Regions from separate parts of the Danio rerio genome. Here region 1 is linked to region 2. A link is a contact called in public Hi-C data. All regions are on one chromosome and are shown on one strand. Each heading gives the region's core, a stretch centred on a gene start, on an enhancer-like site or on the middle of the called end of the contact. The rest is flanking DNA. Distances are from core to core; before and after follow the strand shown. Region 1 holds the start of nceh1b.2 (neutral cholesterol ester hydrolase 1b, tandem duplicate 2). Region 2 holds the start of pld1b (phospholipase D1b).

Region 1 (7,247 bases), core at 1,379-3,878, 160 kb before region 2:
AAATTTTCACTGGATGATGGAAACAACCAAATAAAGACATATATAAAAAGAAAACAAATTAAATTAGTTAACATTAAGTTACGCGTTAAAAAATGAAATAGCATGGGAAAGAAGTATTGAACACATGAAGAAAGGGAGGTGAAAAGGCAGCGAAAGCCCAGACAGCAGTTGAAATCTCTCAGTAGTTTTTTTAGCAACCCTCTGCCCCTCCTCATTGTAAATGAATATTAGCTGCTTCAGTCCAACATCTACATTAGCAGGATGATGAAGATGAAATTAGAGTGGACATTTCAGCCAAACAATGATCCCAAACAAAGCCAAGGAAACTTTAAAGTGCTTTCTGAGGATAAAAATTAAGCTGTAGAATGGCCTAGCCAATCACCTGACCTGAATCCAATAGAAAATACAGAATAAACATCAGTTTGGATAGACAAAACCCACAGGACCATCAAGATTTTTACACAGTTGAAGTCTGTGAAAAAATGCAGGCATATTTAGGCTGCCATCTTTTTGCCGTTGTATTTCTTTGGTTGTTATCAAATGCTTATTTTACATCTTGTAAAAAGAGGCATCATTAATAATACAAGACGTTACAACTCCATTTATTTCTAAGAACTACTGTAAGCATTAGATTTCATTCATCAAATATGTTCCAGGTTGTGACATTTTTTTTAAAGATTTACCTGTTGCGCCACAGCGGCAGCTAGATTGGCTCCGGCGCTGTCACCTGACACAGCCACTCGTTTTGGGTCTATAAAATACCGCCTCAAAACCTCAGCCGTCAATATGTGTTTTGAGGCCTGAACGGCTTCATTGTACTGATCTGGGAAACGTGCCTCCGGCGTCAGCCTGTACCTGAACACACAAATTACACAAATGACGACTCATAATGAATGCAATTAAGTCTATTAAGTAAAATAATACATTAGTCAACATACTGTACTTACTCAATTGATATTACAACAGCATCCAGCTGTTCAGCCATAGACCAGCACTGAAGGTAATAAGTCTGCATCTCTTGGGAATGATAAAAAAGGAAATATATTGCAAAAAAATCCAGTATATTCAAACTAAACATTGTTTATATGAATATTTACATACTTCCACTGCCTAATGTCCATCCGCCTCCATGAAAATAGATGATTCCTCTTTTTAAATATGGCTCCTGGTCTGCTTGTGTGGATTCAAACACTTGCGCCTGAACTCCTTCAAAATATGTTTCTGTGACCCGGATGGTTTGGCTGGACTGTGGAGCCTTTATTTCATCCCATGACGCAGCGTACTTTGCAACATCGAAAGGTTGACTCAGGCCAAGATTGTGAGCGAAAAAGCTCTATGAGAAATAATAATTAAAGAGGGATTGATAAACACACTTTAAGAGTCAGCAAATCCCTTTAAGATTGTGAAAATTCCCTTAGTTCTGAAGGGTCATCATGGGGAAGGGTTAAATGAGATCATGACAGTTTGAATTAGTAATGTTTTTAGCATTACATAATCAAATAATGTATATTTTAACTTTATTTAAGTTGTCAGCAATTCAAAAAAGTTGTCAATATTTAAAATGTAAACTTTTTGAGCCAAATATTACATTTGGTAAATGGCGTAACAAGGTAATGTGGTATAATATGGTAAAAAGACAAATAAAAAAATGTTATTTTCTTATTTTTAAACAAATATGTTAAATTTAATTTACATTTTTTATTGTTGCATTTTAGATGTAATCTCTGATTTAAAATGTTTAGTTTCTTATAGTAAAATTAAATATGGTGAGAAGACAAATAGTACACTTTTATTTAAAAATCATTGTTAAGATTGCATTTTATTAGATATTTTTAAATTTATAATAATTTATATATATAACAAATAATATATTTTTCCTTTTTTTTAATTTAAATGATAATTCAATTATTTAAAATAAAAAATATGGTAAATAATTGTTTTTTTTTTTTACTAAATTTGAGTGTTTTTATTTGTTACCAAAGATATTGTCATAAAATATATTTATAATATTTCATTAGTTCATTTTTAAACATAAAATGTTGGATAATTTTGTAAGGTCTCATAAGAGGTCAACAATTCAAATTAAACTTGAATCACAGAAAATCTACCATTTTCAAGAAACATAATAATAATAATAATATATATATATATATAAATATAAATATATATAATATAAATATATATATATATATATATATATATATATATAATTTGTCTATGAACAAAAAAGTATTAAGATTGAATTTCTATGACACAAAATGTACAACAAATCATTATTTATGTAAGAGTATAATATCTATTTTATCACAGCTATACCCCTCTTTTATTTAAATAATATATCCACATTGACTTGAAGTATGTCTTAATGTAAAATGTATATAACATATATAAGGAAAGTCTTACCACATGCATTACACCACGCAATATTGCATCCATAAACATGAGTTTCCATGGCTCTGATATAGTGCTGGGAAGAGGCAGATAAATATAATAAGCAGCTGCTATGGATAGTAAAATCGCCACGATCAGAATGGACCGCATCATAGTGATGGTTTAGAAACTCATAGAATTACACCGGTCTCAGAGTTGACATAGTGACTGACTGGATGATGTTGTAATACCTCATCTGAACCCTGGAGCAGTGGTTTTGAAATCACAGCGAAATTTACATTAAAAGTCCTCCAGTGTGAGAACACCGAAGCTTCGTTTTTTAAACGCACTTGATATTATTTGTTGATTTTGAATCAATTTAATATTTATTATTTAGAATTTTAAGTAAATGACATCTAAAATGGATTTTATGTTTTCGGTTTTGTTTTCTGCAGTTAGACTGACTTTTATTTTGAAATGTTCTGTCATGTAACATTTGTTTACAGTTGTTTACATACGTCACTTTGGAATGTACTGTATATCAGACATCTGTTAGTTCCACTATGAAATCAGCAGGATTTATAGTATTTTACTGCGTTTATCACAACCGCTATTACTACTATTATAATTGCAGTTATAAAGATGTGTGTAATATTAGTCGTCGTGCTGATGCTCCTTCTGAAGTGGTTGTTAATATCCTGGTTTGATAAAGCACTCTTACATTGTTTGATCCCTTTATATGTATTTTAAATATGAGCTGCAATTGCTGCAAATTACCACAAAGTGGCGCTGTTAGCCTAGCTTTATGAAATTGCCACCCTTTAGCAACAGATTCTACTTCTGTATAAAACTTTTTTAAAGTAATTAATTAAACAGCATTTAAGCAAAACCAAAAGATTTAAGAATCATTTTTGCTCACAAATTAGGCAAGTCTTTCAAAACCTTTTTCAATTAGGCTATGATTAATTTGCAATGCCATTCACATGTATAATACAATATTAATAGATTTGCATTTAGTCATGGGACATAATGGAAGTGTGAAATCTTCTTGTGCATCCTGTTTAAGGATGTGGAACACAAAAAAGGAACTTAATATGTTTGTGGGGGGGAGCACATGATTTTAGACCAGTAATGAATTTTTGCATGGGTTGCATGCTTGTAATTTGATAGACAGATGGATAGATAGATGGATGGATGGATGGATAATAGATAGATAGATAGATAGATAGATAGATAGATAGATAGATAGATAGATGATAGATAGATAGATAGATAGATAGATAGATAGATAGATAGATAGATAGATAGATAGATAGATGATAGATAGATAGATAGATAGATAGATAGATAGATAGATAGATAGATAGATAGATAGATAAATGGATGTATGGATGGATAGATAGATAGATAGATAGATAGATAGATAGATAGATGGATAGATGGATAGATAGATAGATAGATAGATAGATAGATAGATAGATAGATAGATAGATAGATAGATAGATAGATAGATAGATAGATAGATAGATATATGGATGGATGGATGGATGGATAGATAGATAGATAGATAGATAGATAGATAGATAGATAGATAGATAGATAGATAGATACATAGATGGATAGATGGATAGATAGATAGATAGATAGATAGATAGATAGATAGATAGATAGATAGATAGATAGATAGATAGATAGATAGATAGATAGATAGATAGATAGATAAATGGATGTATGGATGGATAGATAGATAGATAGATAGATAGATAGATAGATAGATAGATAGATAGATAGATAGATAGATAGATAGATGGATGGATGGATGGATGGATGGATGGATGGATGGATGGATGGATGGATGGATGGATGGATGGATAGATAGATAGATAGATAGATAGATAGATAGATAGATAGATAGATAGATAGATAGATAGATAGATAGATAGATAGATAGATAACCTTGATGATCTATCTAGCATATGTTTTACGCAGCGGATGCACTACCAGCTGCAACCCAGTACAAAATACTATATTTACCATTAACTACTTCAGTATTTTTTCATATGTGTAGTTATATAGTTAAGATAAAAGTTGTTAAATCATGGGCCTATATTTTTTTTTATTGAATCTACAAAAATAAAATAAAAAGTGTAGAAATATTCTTGTCGAGTTGTCTATCCCAACAAGAGTGAGTGGTCTGTGTAGGAAAGCTCCGGGAGTGTATTAGGTGTTTTACGGTAAGCTTCTACACCCCCATGTGCGCTTCCACATAATTGACATGGCGGAATTCCACACTGCTCCTCTCTGGTCCACCGTGGATTTCGCAGCAACGGAATGACACGCTTTCTATTTCGGGACTAAAGTGTTACCACGCAAGATTTACTAAATCTGAGGTAAGTTGGCGTGTTTTCTTTAAATGTATTAAGACTTTAAGGTATTTTTACAAAGCGCTTAGAGAAACTGTTTCTCAAAGTTTCAAGTTGCAGAAAAGTCTCGAGCCGGTTGAGCCTCTGATGGGAAAGGGAAGTCCTGAACCCAATGGAAACGAAACGAAACCTATACGAAACTTTGAGTTTTAAACCTTAAAATTGTATCTTGAGCTGACTGCTTCATATTTACATGTGTTTTCTATGACAGATGTACTTTTAACAAGCACTGCTGCAGTTGCAAATATGTAGCATCTTGTGTTCTTTTGCAAGGAAACAACATTTGATGTATAGGCAAGCTACATCATGTGTTCTTTTGCTAGGTGATAAAACCATTTGTAATCAGAAACAAATACATTTTTATTAAAAAGTAGCCTATTTTTAATAAGAGTTAATAGAGAGGGCTTTTGCTGCATCTTTCCTGGAAACTTCTGGAATTCGATAGCCTATTCATTACGAAACTTTTTTTTTTGTAACAGGGTCTGTTTGTATAATATAATCACTCTGCGTTCAAATTCATGTAATTGTGAAACATTTTATACGAGGCTCAGACGTTTTGTTAAGATGCCAAAGACTGATGGAAAGTGACACGTCAATTCCAAGAAGTTGTTTGCTTTTAAAGCGTCACGCGAATAATTTAATTTCGCAATGTCTGCGCTGTTACATCACTGCAAAAGGTGTGACGTTGTTTATTGTACAAATAAAATTCAGTTCCGTTTACATTGTTACTGTAATCATCATCATCATCAAAGCTGTTTGCATACCATTCTTAAGCGAGAAACTATGCCAACTTGCATTGTGGATAAGCGTTCTTGGAGTTTAATCCTTTCTATAATTCATTCAACTGCTTTGAATGAACAGTTTTATATGGGTAGTTTTACACAATAATAACTTTGCTGTTTATAAGCTCGCTTTCAGGCCATTTTATAAAACTTATTTTCATTTCTACAACATATTTTTTAGTTAAAACTATGCTTATTCATTAAATACTAGTTAGGGATGCACAATATGGATTTTTTTGGCTGATATCGGTAACCGATAACTAGGGCCGCACAGAATCGGCATGTGTACATTTATGTTTATTTAGTTTTTGAATATATTTTTTAGTTACGAAACTCCCAAAATCATTCTGCATAATTCCACAGATTAATTACAAAATTCTGCACAGAAATAGCAAAAAATATCAGCAGATTCTCTCTGGCCCTACCGATAACCCTTAAGATTTGGAGTCCGATAACGGATATATTAACCGATAAATATAAATATTACAAAATGTTATATTTTTATGCAGTAAACAACTGATTTTATTTAAAAACTGATCTCATGAACTAAATAGCCTACTTGAAGCAAAAAAAGCAATAATTTCAAAATTGCAAGGTGATTAGATGTATATTAATGATATCACATACATCAGCATACCGAAAATAAATCAAATCGTTTTCTTCGCATATCAAATTAACATGCAACTTGATTGTTGTATAAAAATAATAGGTTAAATAACAAAATTGGATTTAATTAACATAACTTGATGATAAAATTTTTTTTAAATAAAATGAAAATGAAAGAACTAAGAACTGAAACCAGCTCAAATGTTCTTGAATAAAACATGTTACAGTAATGTACATGTATACAAATACGTAGGCCCAATCCCAATTCTACCCCTTAGCCCTTCTCCTTACCCAATCCCAATTATCTTTAGCTTGAAGGAGGGATGCTAAGGGGAAGAGCTAGATACAACTTCAAACAGAGATTTTTCAGGACCACACTCGAAACCATAGGGTAGGACAATTTCCCAGAGTACAACATCTACAACAGTAGAATGGCTGCACACGCAAGTAGGGGATGCACAAATGAATGTTTTTGTCATTATTATAAGTTTTTACAACAAACAAGCATGTGTTTTAATATATTCATAACCGTGTTTTATCATCGTGATTTAGAAGAAAAAAAAACGCTAAAATAAAAGCCAGCTAAATTTCGCTATCTATAATCTCTAATAATAACTTCTGTATTGTAGTCTCACAACATTCTGCCACTCAATGACACCCGAATACCCTGTCAGAAAAGTCTAGTGGCTGGGAATGAGCTTTTTACAGTGTCTGCTATAATGTTAATGATGTTTCATAGTACGATCGTCTGATCTCATATGCAGCAAAAGATTGTGATGTCAAGGGATGACGTGTGCTGGTGTTGTAGTGGTGTACCATTTCTTAGGGGTAAATTTTGGAGCCCTTCCCCTTCACATTCTGTTTCAATGGCCAAGGGGAGGGGGTAGGGGTACAAAAATAGAATTGGGATTAGACCATAATGTCAGAAAAAGTGAAGCTGCTAGTTAATCAGACAACGCTTTTATGTTCGCTTTGCTGTCTATTGCAGGAAAAATAATCGATGAAAGGTTTATGAGTGTGTTATAATGCACTGGACAAGTCTAAACCCACGTTCGACCCATACATG
Region 2 (7,641 bases), core at 3,275-5,774:
ATTGTGACACTCTGTATATCAACCTTACCCCAACCGGTTCCTGGAGGGGCACTGTTATTACAAAAAGAACAATTAGTGTCAATATCTTTTTCGTTTTCAATGTATATGATGAATAATTCTAAACGAAACTTCTGTTATCTTATTTGTAAATAAGTTGCTATTTGGGGATGAGCCATATTTTGTTTTCCTAACAATATCATGAACAAAAGAGTTCCAGTAAATAAATTACATCTGGACCTGATACAATTCTATTAAGAAATAAAGAGCATGTTGATTTGTTTAAATAAGTTGGCAAAAAACATTGTTTTTCTATCATTGTAGTAGAAGGGTCTAAAGAAGGAAAAACAGAAGGATAGGGGATGCCATGGAATAACATAATAACTCCAGATGGTATATGGCATCAAATAAAACAGCAAATTCTTTAGGGGGGATGTGAATATTAAATCTTTACAATTTATTAAATGGCCATTTTAAATAATCGACTAACACGCAGAATATTTGCTTCAAACCAGCTTTGAAAAAAGAGATGTGTTTTTGTATACAATATTTTTGTTATTCCAAAGCAAAATATTTGTGAGGAGAGAAGTTATATAGTGACCAGACAAGAAAAAAAATCTTATAAAAATTGAGATCATTTAGCTGGTATATTCTCAACATTATAATTACAAAGTAATAAAAAAATGAAGCCTCACAAATTTAGAAAATATATAATTTGGAATAAAGTTCCAGATTGAGTTTGGATTTCTGAGAAAATGTTTCCCCTATTTAGTTTTGACATTAAATTTACAAAAATCCAGCATATTAAGACCACCATTCTCAAAGCTATTCATAATTACTGATTTTTAAAAATATAATAAATACCTTTTTTTCCAAATAAAATTAAATAAAATCCTATCCGTTTGATTATCTCCAGACTTTACCCTGCATGTTTTTGCATATCTACACAATATTCTTGATCACGTCATCGGTGTGTGTTTCAGGGAACTATGCAGGCCAAGAGGACAAAGAGTAGCTACCTTAACCAACAATATTCATTTAAATATATAATATATGTATTATAATGTAGTGCATTATTTACCTATAATAAGTATTCATATAATAATGACATGACTTTTAATAGTACGTTGTGTGTAGATCATGAATTGTTCAATTCTTCCCACACGGTGGCAGCATCGTCACTTAACAGACACCAGTTTTAGACTTCTGCATTTGCAAAGTGTGCCATTTTCTCAGATTAACACACAGTATTTTGAGGAAAGCTGATAACGTAAGTAATATTACAAAAACAGGGAAGAGAGATTTAATAAATTAATGAATTCATTGTCATTTTAGAGAACAAAGACGTGCCTCTAAATATTTCCTTTTTACAGCTCCTTCCTGCTTTTCCAGTTAATTTAGTTTCAAGGTAGCCTAAGTATTGTAAACAGCAAGTTACTTTGGGTTTGGTAGTCGATAAAGGCTCCATTTACACACACACTTGAATAGCTATCCTTATGAGGACTTCACAGACGTAATGATTTTATACTGTACCCACAATATTATATCAGCCTAAACGGACCCCTGCAACACAAATTGCATTTTTACATTGTCAAAATACGTAATTTAATGTAATTCAAAAGACGTTTTCCTCATGGGAACAAACAAAAAAAGATCAAATGTACTGGTATTTCTATATACAATTTACACACATACTGTTTAAAACTTGACATGCTTGGCATTATCATCATTAGAGACAAACATTTAGTGAAATTAAACACAATGGCCAAAAGTACAGTAAGAGCCAGTAAATGGACTGAAATATGTTTGAGGAAATTGTTTTATTTTTGTCACAACCACTCCCTTTTACAATAGCCAATTATTCATTGTTTGAGAAGTGGTTTGAGGCAGACTTTATCAGATCTTGTAACATCAACTGTGACAGTCACATTCATAAAAATATTCAAGCTATGTGTAAGGAGTTTTTTCCCCGTCTATCAGATGCCTTAATTTTCCAGTAGCTATTATCTTTAAAGATAAAATGCCTTCTTTTATGTATCATTAAACTTGTGGTAACCCTAAACACACTTGTCTTCTCATGCATGAATGGGCAGTAATGCAGTTTAAAGCTTGAAATAAGAAACCTGTAAATGATGCAAGATAATATTTTGTGCCTGAGTAAAACCAGATTAGTGATAAAGCCTCAAAACCAAGAATTAAAGCCCACAAAACTGCTGAAACTGGATCAGGAGATCTAAAAATCGGAAAAAGTTGTGTGAAATAACCAAATAAATGAGCTAAAATGTTGATCATAATTCAAAATACAGCTCAAATGCAGCAGTTTCCGCTGTGTCTGCAGTTGATCTGTAGATAAGGACTGCGGTTACATTTATGTGGTTTGCCACACACTAGAACTTACAGCATGAAAAGCTTTGTTTTACTGTCTCTTGGATGTTTGACTTACAAAATTAAAAGAACAGGTTAATGAATGAGTAACTAGCCTAAAGCATATTTCATAGGGAAGATAAGAACCAAAAGTATTTCAACAAAACAAAACAAAAAGCTGAATACTGATTACGTCATCATGCACAGTTCAGTGAGACAGCAATTTTTATAGAAGTGGATGTAAAGTGTGACCTACATGACAGTATACCATTGCAATGTACTTCATAAACAAACACTTTGATGTTTATATATGTTCAAGCATAGCCTACTGCACCATTGGATCTCGTATGCAAAAATGACCTCAAATACAGCAATTTTATTGGCTGACGTGGAAGCACAGATTTAGCTTATTGCATTTTTGTCCTGATTGGCATACCGTGAATTGAAGTCTATATACTCCATCAACATGTGTACAAGAAAGAATTCATCCTGTCTGTGATTTTTCTTTCAGAAGTTATCATGAGCAATGAAAATTTGTAAAAATTTCTCTTTGTACTAATTTAAATTAGAAATGTACACTACCTGACAGAAGTCTTGTTGTGGATCCCATGTAAGAGCAACAAATAATAACTTGACTTCTAGTTGACCATTTGGAAAAGTGGCAGAAGGTAGATTTTCCTGCTGAATCATCTGTTGAACTGCATCCCAATCATCACAAATACTGCAGAAGACCTATTGGAACCCGCATGGAGCCAAGATTCTCATAGAAATCAGTCAAGTTTGGTGAAGGAAAAATCATGGTTTGGGATTACATTCAGTATGAGGGTGTGCAAAAGATCTGCAGAGTGGATGGCATCATCAACAGCCTGAGGTATCAAGACATTTGTGCTGCCCATTACATTACAAACCACAGGAGAGGCAATTTCTTCAGCAGGATACTGTAGCGCTCCTTCTCTTACTTCAGCCTCCACATCAAAGTTCCTGAAAGCAAAAAAGGTCAAGGTGCTACAAGATTAGCCAGCCCAGTCACCAGACATGAACATTATTGAGCATGTCTAGGGTAAGATGAAGGAGAAACCATTGAAGATTAATCCAAAGAACCTTAATAAGTCCTGCAAGAACACTTTTTTTTTGCCATTCCAGATGACTTTATTAATAAGTTATTTGAGTCACTGCTTTTGAATCATTGTCATTGCTTTTTTTTTTGTTTGTTTAAAAAAGTATATGACTTGTATTTTATGACAATGTGCAGTATATAATAATGATTCTACTATAAGAATTGTTCTCGCATGTTTTCCTACAGTACATGAACAAAAACCCTGCATGTTATCGGAGTAGTTTGTCTGGATTCATAGTATTCTGAGGACTGTAATAAGGGGAGCCGCTAGGGGGGCAAAAGTTAGGACTTTTCTAAGGGCCCACGCATTACCGTATGTTTTTGGACTGTGGGGGTACTGGGTGGTTCATACTATCTTAATTTACATTATAAGACTTTTTTAAACAATTGTATACACAAGTAAAGTTTTACCAATCGTGACGTAAAATCTAATTCAAATACTTACCAACCACACTGGAACAATTAGCTTAACGTCATGAATGTGTTTTCACATTGATTTTGGGTAATTTTACTTTTTAAAAAGTGATGGAATGCAACTTTAACTACTACATCAATGAACCACAATTAACAAACTTAAGGGATAGTAACTGGAATGCTAATGGCTAGGTTAATTTGGGAGTGACTATAGTCAACACCACTTAGCAACTAAACACCTTAAAAAGGGATAGTTTACCCAGGCCTACTTACCTCAACTGAATCACTGATTAAGACACAGATGAAGGTATTGTCAAAATATACTTGAAATTTAGCCAGTGACGTCCATTTGCAACATTATTTATAGTTTCTTCAGCGTTTAGTGGAAAGAAATGCAAACAGAACAATTGGAAGGTTAGTAAAGTAGCTTTGTCTGATTTTTTAGTGTCTGTGTCTTTAAAAACATTTCATAAACAACACCAAATTACGGCATACATAGTTTGACATTTTAAAGCCAAGCGAAAAACAAGCAGATTTCCTCGTATGAACACGGTAAATGTTATTTTTAACACTGTACATATCACCGGGTGTGGACGTTGCATGCATTATTTAAATGGGCGGGTCGAACAGTGCAGAAGAGGAAGCGAGAGCCCGCTGCTGATCCGCGATCATTTGCTCTCGTGCTCACTTTATAGTTAACAAGCGGATTCACAGCGCCGCGCGCGACTGTGCCTTCAGTTCTTCGTCAGGTATGTTTACGTGACTTTATATGACTAACAGACGCTCTTTTTCTGTGGGTGAAAGTGAGACGGGTAAGTTTTCAAACGCGGGAAAGTAATGACAGCTGGTGACAGTCCTGTGGTGTCCTAATGCAGTTGTAGTGACATATCTGACACACATGGCAGCAGAAGCTGGCAGCCATACAAGCATCTGGACTGCATTACAACTGACGATGCTACACCACGGGATTGTTTGTATTAACTAGAGTAAAAACCGAGTGTGATGGCTTTAAAATAATACATTTATGTTTTCACTGTCCACACCCACTGATTTTGTAAGGCAAACAACCAGCTGTACCTGCAGGGCAACTTCGAATAACTGAGCTGATTCTTATTGTTGTTACAAACAATACTAAACCTTAGTGACAAATACTAACAAACAGATTTGAGCTGTGTTTATGCTAATATTTTGATTGGAATTTCAGAATATGACAAATGGACCTATGTAGCATCCTTTTCTGACATAGTGTGCGTGAATTCAAATATATTTGTACTGCCTTTAAATCAAATATGTATGTTTAGACTTAAATACATTTCTGTTTCTTGTGATATATAGTAAAAAAAATTGAATATGTGTGTTCTGGACAATTTGTGACAGGTTTAGTGAGATTCCTTACAGAATGTCAAACAAGAGTGACAATTAAGGATTTTCTGTGATTTTTTAAAAATTCGGCTTCATTTTCTAGATTTTGCAGATTTCTTTTTCTAGATTTTAAAGCAAGTTTTCCAAAAATCTGGTCAATTAAGCATACTATTCGAGCATTTTTGGATAAATCTCACTAAACCTATAAATTACATGCCAGATTACACAAAGAAATTCTCTCTTTTGATATATTTTTTCTTTTTTTTGTACTTTCATAGTCAAACTGTAAATTTGTTTGTTTAGATTTTGTATTAAACTTGTCCTAAACAGTCATTTTGTGAGGTTCATCAAAACATTAATGGCTGATATACTTAATTAAGTTTAGTTTACAATGGGGTATATGCACACAGACTTTTAATTTTCAGCCAGCCAGTCTTTCCGATTCCGGTGAACTGTCTTTCCATTATAAAATTGCCATGTTAAAGGTTTGATTTCTTTAAAAATCTGCGATCTTCAGTGCCTGATAGTTACACGATATGAACTGGGTCTCAGACCGGACAAGAAGTACTGCATTAAAATCCATTTCCCCCCGGGCCCCGGCAATGTTTTTAAAATATGACTATTAATTTTAGCCCATTATTTTCAGTGGAGTTTCTGCACTCACCTGCTGATCCTGAGGGTGCTAGCAGTTACACAGTCTTTCATCTGCATTTATGCTTGAACAACTAAATGAATGCTTAACTCTATTTAACTGTATATTTTTAATGACATTACAACATCAATGCTGTAAAAAGGAACCTTATAAGTTTTAAAAAACAGTCATCTTAAGCGTTAATCGTTGGCTGAAAAACACTAGCTGTGCATATAGCCCATTGGCTGCTTGATTAGCTTTAGCAGAGGAGACTATACATTTATTTATTGATTATCTTGATCAAACTGTACAATATAGCCCTGCAAAATTGGTCATTTTGTTGTCTGTCATCAATCCGATCCCCTTAAGGATCTTGGGACACACTGGGAGTGTCTGGTTGACTTAGTGGGAGGTGTGTGATTATATGTGTGCTTGGTACACATATCATACTATTGTCTTATGGAGTTGCAACTTTACCCTTTGTACCCTAATGACACTAACTCCCACATATGACAACAGCATACATTTAGTTTGCATGTATGTGTATGTGTGTGTGTGTGTGTGTGTGTGTGTACACGTACAAAACACAGACCATACTTGTGATCTTATGGGTGTGGTTTCTCAGATATGACAGGTCTGTCATATGATAATACTCATATTATACTGAGCGCAGTGGTTAATCTATGTGATATATCAGCTGTACGTTACAATGATAAAAGTCTTGTAAGAGTTGCTAAACCTCCTCTTCCCCTGTAGCGACATCACTCTTCCTCCTCCTTTATTAAACACAGGGGGCCCAGCAAGATGTGTGAGCACTTCTGCGTGGTGTTAACCTAAGCACAAGTTGCTTTTTTTGTTTGGCAGTGGTGGTGGCTTGTGCTCTGCTATAGTGTTTTTGAGCACTACATGGTCAATCCTTTGTGAAATTAGTTTTTTAATATCATTATGGATTTGCATTGGTCTTGAAAGAGGAAACAGAGCTTGTGGTTGATGTGTAATTTTCTTTTATTCAGTTTGTTGTTGAGGGACAGGAAGTTGAATTCACCACTGTATTTATTTTTGATGTTGTGTGTGTTCTGGAATGGTTTAGTAGAATCAGACCCTCCTCATGTGATCATCTTTATTGCAACACATGGTACAAAATAGGCATACAGTAGATGAGAATGGGGTGTTGCAATGCAAAGTTGAAACCAGTGGTTTTGTTGGTGGTTTGAGATGTTTTGCAGTGACACAGTTGTGAGTTGCTTTTATTAACATGTGAATGATTGCAAGCTAAAAGGGATTGTTCGTCTGAACATGACGTTTTCTGTTTATTTACTTAACCTCAAGCCATCCGAGGCACTTTGAGAGTTAAAACAACATGTACTGGATAAACAAAGTTAATACTGTCTGTGCAGAAGACTGAAATTGTTGTGAACATTTGCGGAAGCTGTGAAAAAATAATGGTCCACAGAATATTATCGGCCATATCAGTATTGGCATCATTATTATACAGTATTATGTACAAGTGTCATAATTGTTAAAAAAAAATACTTGTATTAAGATAAAATATGATCATGCCTTGATTTTGAATTATTTATTTAGGACAGTAAGGTCTGATTTTGCTAAGACAAAAGTATTGTCACTTAACAGAAATAATGTACAACAGTATAGAATATAAAGTCATGATAAAGTGGAAAAAGAATTAATACTGTGTATGACTCCTATGAGCTTGGAGGACTGCATCCATACATCTCTGTAGTGACTCAAATAACTT

Evidence for each region. A called contact is a pair of places that touch in the nucleus more often than the background predicts.
Region 1: a Hi-C map of hematopoietic stem cells shows a contact between it and region 2, with 3 times the contacts expected there. The contact joins the promoter of nceh1b.2 here to the promoter of pld1b in region 2. A contact is called at or near these places in 4 of 18 Hi-C or Micro-C datasets (caudal fin, embryo, hematopoietic stem cells and 1 more) and 1 of 4 datasets of contacts at active chromatin or transcription factors (caudal fin).

What each region holds. Positions count from the first base shown.
Region 1 is chr24:30,948,089-30,955,335 of GRCz12tu, reverse strand. It overlaps nceh1b.2 (neutral cholesterol ester hydrolase 1b, tandem duplicate 2), which reads right to left and starts at 2,628. Exons shown (of 6, transcript XM_073940861.1): 1 at 2,404-2,628; 2 at 1,102-1,333; 3 at 948-1,017; 4 at 684-855. The coding sequence starts at 2,544. fndc3bb (fibronectin type III domain containing 3Bb) reads left to right here and starts at 4,620. Exons shown (of 26, transcript XM_002666672.7): 1 at 4,620-4,760.
Region 2 is chr24:30,792,582-30,800,222 of GRCz12tu, reverse strand. pld1b (phospholipase D1b) reads left to right here and starts at 4,524. Exons shown (of 26, transcript XM_021470348.3): 1 at 4,524-4,641.